Regions from separate parts of the Oryzias latipes genome. Here region 1 is linked to region 2. The links are chromatin contacts, called in public Hi-C maps. All regions are on one chromosome and are shown on one strand. The core of a region is the stretch at or near the end of the contact, and the rest is flanking DNA. Distances in the headings are between cores, read along the strand shown.

What was found. A called contact is a pair of places that touch in the nucleus more often than the background predicts.
Region 1: a contact with region 2 is called in a Hi-C map of gastrula embryo, with 1.6 times the contacts expected there. The contact joins the promoter of LOC101155832 here to the enhancer-like site in region 2. A contact is called at or near these places in 2 of 5 Hi-C or Micro-C datasets (embryo and gastrula embryo).

The regions. Positions count from the first base shown.
Region 1 is chr2:13,257,484-13,261,668 of ASM223467v1, reverse strand. LOC101155832 (actin-related protein 3) reads right to left here and starts at 2,326. Exons shown (of 12, transcript XM_004066523.4): 1 at 2,136-2,326; 2 at 1,712-1,767; 3 at 1-67. The coding sequence starts at 2,179.
Region 2 is chr2:13,181,588-13,186,282 of ASM223467v1, reverse strand. The region is part of intron 4 of LOC101162908 (nck-associated protein 5); the gene reads right to left. Among protein-coding and RNA genes, the nearest start is that of LOC101155580, 59 kb to the left of the region's middle. Within about 2 kb of position 1,397, at least 3 of the 8 cell types and tissues checked have an H3K27ac peak or open chromatin away from gene starts, as enhancers often do. A contact at or near this core is called in gastrula embryo, where this site is marked.

The DNA.
Region 1 (4,185 bases), core at 1,077-3,576, 74 kb before region 2:
TCGACTCCTTTCATCATTCTGCGCTGCGCTTGGTCTCCAACTTTGGCGGACTCTTTGATTGCAATACCTGAAGAAGACGACGATCAAATAGGGATTGAAATAAAACCACACCAGGGCAACAGACTTTTATTTTGATGGTGTTTCTGTTGATGGGGTGGCCGTGGTGCAGAGGTAGAGCGGCTGACCTCTGATCAGAATATTGCATGCTCAGTTACCGCCTCGTCTCCCCATGTGCCAAAGTGTCCTTGGGCAAGACACTAAACCCCACATTGCTCCTGGTGGTTACAGGTTGGTGCCGGTATAAGTCAGCGGAGCCGCCATGAGTGTGTAAATGTGTGTGTGAACGGGTGAAAGGGGGTGTGACTTTAAAATGTTTAAGGTCTTCAAACTAGGTACAAAAGCATTATATAAGTAAAAGATTAAAAGCTATTTTAATAAAACAAAGGTAAAATATTTCTGCTAGTTTTTTCTTATCAGTGTTATTTTTGCTATAATTTTTAGGGTGCTGTAGGAAACCTGCCAACAAACAATTGCCGTTATTCGACAACAATAAGGCATGTTATTCATATAAGTGAAAATGTTTTGACTGTTGTTGATTTTAATTTTTTTAAATAAGTTCAAGTTTAATGCAACTTTTTTTCCAACATCATTGTCAGTACTTTGCTCTTTTAAGAGTGTACATAATATATTTTGAATACAAAGGTGTAACTGTGTCAAAACCTGAAGCAGGATATCTAAAGATAACATCGACTGCATTTTTAAGGGGAAAAAAAGATTGACCTTCAAATGTTCAAAATGAATGAATAAAATGTTTGTTTTTTTTGGTTGAAGGCCCACTCCAATTATCTTTAGAGCCATTTTCCCTGTGGTCTTTTCATTATGATTGTGTCATTTTCAGCCCTAATCCCTTTCTCTTGGACTTAAGTTCTGCAGAGTTTATTAAAGATTTGCCTCCAAGGTGTTGGTGCTCCCATCCGCATGGTGCAACTTCAAATTTCAAAAATGGCGAGCCATTTCGGAGCTGTCCAACCGACCAATTTTGAACCAGATTTCACATGGATGAGGAAAACAAAGACGTGCATGGACCTCTACGCCTGATGCATCAGAATGGAGCGGAGCAAGGAGCTTATGGCTCGCTAAATATAGTTTCTACAGCACAACTACAAATGCTTTCAAATGGCTTTTTTAGAAATCTGCTTATGATTCACAACGATTTGAAAACAGAAATACTCGTGAGCTTAACCTTCTTTAATACATGTCCTCCATCATCAAAAATGCCAAAACATGTTAAGAACACCATTTTAAACTATGACTCTGAAGTTTAAAACATTAAATCAAGGACAAAAAAGTAAAGGTTATGTCGAAATGATGCCAAAATAATTAAATTTTAATAATTTAATTTGCTAGAATTAACGTCTAGCAACCTTTTCAATGAGCAGTTTAAAAAAATAGAAGGAAGTGATGTACGTTTGAACTTAGACATGACATAACTGTAAGTTCCTATTTCTATTTTTAAGAACCTCAAAATGGGAACTGAAAACTGTGTAGATGTAACTCAAAATGCAGAAATGTCTGCACTTTGTTTTATTCAAATTACATTTTCCTACAACAATAAAACTATCTTGAAAGCAGCGTTTTTGTCTAAGCTTAGAATGACACCTATTTAGCCTACAGCCCCCAACCAATCAAGTGTTTCGTCAGTGTTACTCACATGAAGGTATAATGAACTGAGGTTCCGTATTTCCTGCATAGCCAAGCTTTGTGTACCTGAAAAATAAAATACAGCTTTACGTAACTGTCATTCATTTCAACTCAAAACGCGTTCCCCAAATTATCCAGTCACTTGATTTAAGAGCAAGAAACTGGGTGGTGCGTTCATGGCCGCTGGAATCTCCAGGAAGTACCTTAGGCTTAGCTTTCTTAGCTCGGAGCCGATGAACGGAGCAAAAGGTACACTTAAATTAAAATGTAACAACAATAAGGACAATTTATAGGTATACCCCCGATTTTTCACTAGAATAGAACAAAAGGAGTGAAGAAATACTTTGTAGCTGTCAAGAGCTGCTCTGCGGGGCGTTAGCTGCGGGTTTGACGGACAGGCTAACGCAAGCTAGCTTCTCGTTCTAGTTACTCACCCAGTTCCGCAATCAACAACACAAGCCGGGAGTCGACTAGCCATGTTTGCGCTCCTTTAATCTGATCTACAAAAAGATGAACGAAGCGCCTGTCACCGGCGGGGCCTTATTGGGAACTAATATGCGAGGCTGCAGCCTGAATGAAACCCTGCTGCTTCAAGAGCGCTTCCGGGTTCGGTGGAAATTCTTCTCTGCAGACTCAGCAGCTTTGAGGAAGCAACATCGCCCACCAGCGGACGGAATGTGTTACTGCACTGAAAAAATGTAAAATTTGTTTTTCAGAATATTTCTTTATTCAAATCAAATTGGTGTAAACCAAGAGCAGGCGAAAAAAGTGCCCCTGGCAAAAAATGTGTACTTTTTGATTTTTTTTTTAATAAATTATAGTTGAGTATAAGTATAGCAAGTATACTGCCATATTCGGGTAGTGTAGAAGTAAACTAATGGAATACTTCTTCAGACTACTTTGGAATGTTCTAAGTTTACAATATATAGATAGTATAAAAAACTTCAAGTATACTGCCCTATTTAAATAAACTAATGTTTAGCTTCGGGTGCCATTTATAAAAAAAAGCTAATTTTTGGGGTTAAATAATATGGTGGACACTAAGCCACCACGTCCCTCAGCATTGGGGGAGGGAAGGGGGGACGGAGTTACTCCACATCAAAAGTCCATTTCAGGAGCCAATTTCCAATGAACTACTGCCACTGCAGACACTAGGTTCTGGAAAACGACACAATTGTTTTGAATTTGGCTAAAAAAATTTTTTAGATGATGGTTAGTTTAACCAAATATTTGGTTGACTGAAAAAATACAGTTTTCACCTTTATTCTCTGCAATGGACAAACTTGAACACCAGAGAGAGCACAAGCTCAGATTCAGAAATTCAAGTGCTAGCAGTTCTTTCTGTAATCCCACACAAACTTGCTCTTTCAGCTTTATTTTATTTTACACGCTTCATCTGTAAAAGTATATTTCCTGAGATGGAAGAATCTGCAAAACAATAGATTTTTACAGGCTTTCATTGATCTTCTGTCCCCTGCCTTCTGTTTTGCTTTAGTGCAGAGTATTTAACACCTTACAGCCTGAAGCAAAACCTCCTCTTTGCATTGCTGCAACATGAACTGTATTTACCGCATTATAAGACCCACTAGACGATAAATCATGCTTATGTCATAAAAAAGCTGCACTGTATGAACTGTATGGCACATCCCAGCAGGCACAAGATGTCTATTGGATGACTAATATACATACATCTATTGTAGATGTATGTATGCATGTATGTATGGACATCTCAGACAACTATATTTTGTTTTTCTTTTAGATGTCTAGCATATAGAGGTCTCCTACACATCTTGTAGAGATAATCTTGAAGGTTATTTTTTTACGTCTGTTAAAGTACTTCTTCAAATATTTACTAGAAATAAAAATACTGCGATTTTGCATCCATCTATTCATCTTCCCAACCCCTTGAATCCCTTTTAGGGTCACAGGTTTCCAGGTTCCTACCCAGCTACAGTTGAAGCTGGGGTACATCAGGTCGAAGGGCGACATTCGCACACAGGAGCAATTTGCAAACAGCTGTTAGCCTATGGAACATGTTATTGAACTGTGGGAGGAAGCAGGAGAAAATCCACACCTGTAGAGGGAGAACATGCAAACTACACAAAGAAAGTTCCCGGCCGGGATTCAACCCAGATTTTTTTCACTGTAAGGTGAAGGACCTTAACCATTACTCCATCATGCAGCTGTTCTAGTAATCACAAAGAACATTTCTACTGAATTTTACCTGGAGTTAAAGGTCTCAGAAACTTACATAAAAACAACAATCCTACTGTTCAGAATGTCAACTCTTCGCATTATGGAACAAAATGATGTAGGTGTAATGTATTGTCAGAGTGGTTTTATTATTAGAATATGTTTAAAGCACATTTTCCAATCTTCTGCTGCACAACAGTGTCTAGTTGCTGTTCAGACGCAAAGTCTTGAAGTTTACAATTGCATTTAGTTGAATAAATTAGGGAAACAAAGTGTTGTCATATTTATATT
Region 2 (4,695 bases), core at 148-2,647:
GAGTGATGTGCAAAGAGAAACGGTTGGCAGTAAATCTGCAAACAGCCTTCATCGCCTGCTGTTGTTGTTAGTCCTATGGTGTGTCTCCCACATCCTGCTGCAAAGTCCAGGACTGCAATCTTTCAATGGTAAAAAATGGGTTTTTGATGTAAAGGCGACTAGGAATAGGGTTAGGGTATCTCAGAATAATGATATTAAACAACAAATGTTTTTACTTCTTTTAACAAAATTTCAGATTACTCTTAGCAACATTTACCAGGGACTGATTTAAAGTCCCACTCTAATCATCTTTTGATCCATTGTAAAAGTGCTGCCAGAAGTCTTTTAATTATGATTTTGCCTTTCTTAGCCAAAATCGCAAAACCTCTGTAATATTGTAAGACATAGTTTCCTGCAGAGTTTAGTGGACATTTGCCTCTAAATTGTGTCCGTGGAGCAACCCCACCTCCACTTTCTGTCACCCGTTTGTTTACACGCTCTCCCGCTATCTTACAGCCCCTTGCAACCCCTACCTAAAACAACTGGCACAATAAACGGGCTACTAATGTTGGGGCAAACACAATTTAAGTCAGATGCCAAGAAAACGATGATGGACATGGATCTAGTTGTCTACTAGTGGATGCATCAGAATGGAGCGGAGCAGGCACCTTCTGGCCCGCCGACTGTAGCGTCTACGTGACAACTACAAACTTTTTTTTTTACAAGCTGCATTTTTTTTGTCTGGTCCTGATTCACAACAATGTAAATAAATAAATACTAAGACATGCAATTATAATCTTAAGTTGCTTTATATGTGTTCCCCATTATCAAAAAATGAAACAACGTGCCCAAGAACACTTATCTATTACCAAGGTTGGTAATCAAACCAAAACCACTTTGCTACAGATAACCCTCAATAACCTCTCTTATTTCCTTTTGAGATGTATAATTCACAAAAGAGAGAAAGTATTTTAGAGCCAGCAAGCAAAAGCTGAACGCAGTGGATAGAAATAAACAATTATCACTGAAAAACTGAAATATGACTACATCTCTGCAGCTCATTACCTTAAAACGGTCTCTCTCATCTTCAGGCTAGAGTCAGGGCCCCCCACTTTGTTCTCCTCTGCTCATTGGTCATCCTGTCAGAGTGTCGGTGAAGACGAGGACAAGGACAGTCCTTGCAGGAAAGACATCTACGTACAACTAATGGCTTCTATTTCCACCTCTGCAGTTCATTTACCGTTCTCATTCACTGAAGCCCTGAAGTCTTCTGAAGTGCGCCCATCTTTCCTCCAAACTAACCTCTCCTGTCTGGGCTCTTAAATATCTGAGTTATGGGACTCCCAGGGTGGGCTGAGGAGGCTGCCGAGTCTCCCAACTAATCCGCAGGAGTTTAACGACGGCAGGCCTTGCGAATGGTGGGGAATCCTTTGGAAGGGGGGTTGGAGGGTGGTTGACCAAAGCCAAAAGGGGTTGGACATGTGACCCAAAACAGTGTAAAAACTCAACTGCTTGGGGGAGGGTATTTTTGTGCGCGACAAGCTTTATCTGAAGTTCAGCCTCTTGTGGAATCATTGGATCTCAGGTGTGAAAGTGGAAGAAAGGTTCCCATTTAAAGAGTTTCAATGCTAAAAATCCTCAGATTTTTTTGTTTTGTGTGGATAATGCTGTTTGATTACACCCCTTACAACCATCTCATTACTTTTATCTTATAAAAGCCTCAAGCTCAATAAAAAAGATTAAGTCAAACCTGACTGCTCTGCAGTATAAAGCACATTTGGGAGATTTGCTGTATTTGTCTCCTGCAAAAATCCCCTCTCTGGCCTCCGATTTCCCACCCATGCTCATGACTTAAAGCACTAGCCCAATTAATTAACAATACACAAATCAATTATGGCCTGAGGTCAAACAGATCCCGGTCTGTTTAAACGATTGGACATTCGTTTAACATGATTTGTGGGTCTTATCTCCACTGACACATTGTTAAGCGAAGGTTTCTATTACCTTAAAGCACCACAAATAACCCGCTTTAATCAATCAGTGCACGTGGATGAAGGGGGTTTACCAAACAGAAATACAAATGACTGCTGCAGGCTGACGTCATATTTGCCTCAGCTTGGTGCAAAACCTGCACCAAGCTGAGGCTGCAAAAGCCGCTATTGGGGCAAAGGTTGATGGGAAGGCAGTTGGGTGACTAAGCTACCTTTGTTCCTTCCTCATCTGTTTACTGGTGTGGAAATTGCTTATTAAAGTGACCACACTAATGTCCCATCTGCCACCAATGCCACAGATTACTGGCTGTCACATAAGCATGTTAATCCACTTGGGGCTGGGTAGCAGGAAACACACTACAGATTTGGTTCTTAACTGCAAATTTAGAGAATTTGGGTAGCTAGCTGGTTAGATAAGATATAAAATTGAGGTTGCTTACTGCAAAAACTTTGGATTTCCAGTAAAATCCCTTCTTTTCTTGCATCCAGTTTAGGCCTTTGTCACAACTGCCCTTACAGGTAGATAAAAAAATGGGTAAATCTCTACAGGGCACACAGGTGGCTTGCAGGAAATATCCGGGTTGTAGACGTTCGTAAACCCGTAGAGTGTGAATGTTAATGCAGATTTTTTTTGGGCATGCTGCTAGCGACAGGTTGTTGGGAACACTCAAACAACAAGTATTAAATAAGGGGAAGTAGGTGAGACGCACGTGTGTTGTACAGGTTTTTCCTTTGTTCAAACCCACCCAAAACCCTGCGCACTGCACAAGGGGCTCGTTAGGGCTGTTCAAGAGATAACTGCATACTCCTTGTGCACAGCCTGACTATTAGAATTTAAAAAATTGAGTAATTGAGGTATAGTTTGTGTGGGCATCCTATGGGCACTTATTGATCACCTACACATGCCATGCGTGAAGCTCTTGCGTGCGGTGAGTAAGGAGCCAGTTCGCGTACCTTACTCATGAATAGGTTTAGGGTTAGATAGGTGTAAGGTCATTGTATCACAACATCATTCGTACATCATAAGTGCATGTAACTTACATTATCCTTACAAACACTTCACAATATACATGCTATGTTCTTTTTCCATTACGTCACGTAATGTGGTCATACAAGCCTTAAGAACACTGCAAAACACCTGTGCTCCCCCTAAAATACAGCTGTAACTGCTGTAGCGACGACCCCGTTTTTTCAGCAGAACTGGCGTGTATTTCCACAAACCTTTTCACACTTTCTTGGCAACCAGTGCTGGTAACTGTGTTGGACAATGTGCCACATCTGGCTAGTCATCATTCAAATCCAAAATAGAGCATATAGTCAGGTCCAGTAGGCAGAGGCGATGATAAAGATCTGTTCCGGACAGGTTTATGTAGAGCTGTGTCATGATTTACAGAACGGTGACCACGGGTCCTTGGGAATGACCCCTAAATGATCATAGCAGAGGCTACAAGTCTCCTCAAGACATACCAAATGAAAGAAAGTTAACTTGTAGAGATTATATTAAACAATTGCCTTTAAAATTGTCTTGTTACAGGACCTTTAAATTAGCAGGAACTAAAGGAACACCAAAGTCATCAATGGAACATTTTATACATGCAATAAATCTCGGTAACGGCTGTTTAATATTTCATACCGTTCCCTGTTGGCGACTCTGCTCAAGATTTTTTTTTTCTCCCAACTTAATGAGAAGATAAGGAGTCAATGTGAAATCCCGCACAAGTAAAGGGATGAATGCCTATCGCCTAATTATGGCATCTTGTCAGCTCCGACTTATGATTTGCTGCTACACTTCAGCAGATGTGCAACAAAGAGCGAATTCATGCAGCCTGCGTATGGAAAGTTAGGAGGAGGGCATTATCTGAACACTTCCTGGCGTATTGAGTCTCGCTTTCAATCATTCTGGTTTATTTCAAGGTCAAGTTACTAAAAGGAAAACCATGGCAATAATTAGAGGGAATGGTAAGAGCAACAGAAAGAAAAAAGGAGATTCCTTTATAGGGCAAAATAAAAGATAGGTATTGACCATAAATAAATATGTCTTATCTGAGAACACATGACCTTACACTAAAGATGTACAACAATATTTTCTCCTATCCGGTACTTTGAATGATATTCTGCTCATCATATCCCTTAACAATATTTCAATCAGACTGAGGTCAGGACTCTGTAGACCTGTGTGGCTCCAACTACAGGAGAACTGCTTGTTCAATTCAAGTTGATGCATGAGCTATCTCCAAACTCTATATTGAGACCTTACCTTGCTGGGCTGTGACTGTTAGTGACAAATTGCAAACAGCAATCACAAGGGGAGTTCCAGTTTCTCAGGTTCCCTCACATGAATGGTAATTACTTGTTTTTGTGTTATGGTAACAAGTTTTGTTCAAAACACTCAGAGCTGGAGTTTATGTCTCAAACGATTCTAAAATCCTTCTAAGTGAAGTTTGCAAGGTGTTTTAAATCACCTTAGATGTCAGATGACCTTATAAAGGGACGACAATCAACTTATCTAAGACTGATTAAATTGTGATTAACCTAAACAGAATGTTGAAATTACAAAATCAGAAAGAACATCAGTGCCACAACAGATTTACATAATCAATCTACCATCAAAGTATAATCTTAATGCTTTACATTCAAAATACCTGCTTTTTTTGTATTGTTAGCTTATCACAAGCCTTAGTAGTTTTCTTATTTGCTAGTTAAAAGTTTTGTTTGATCTGTTGTC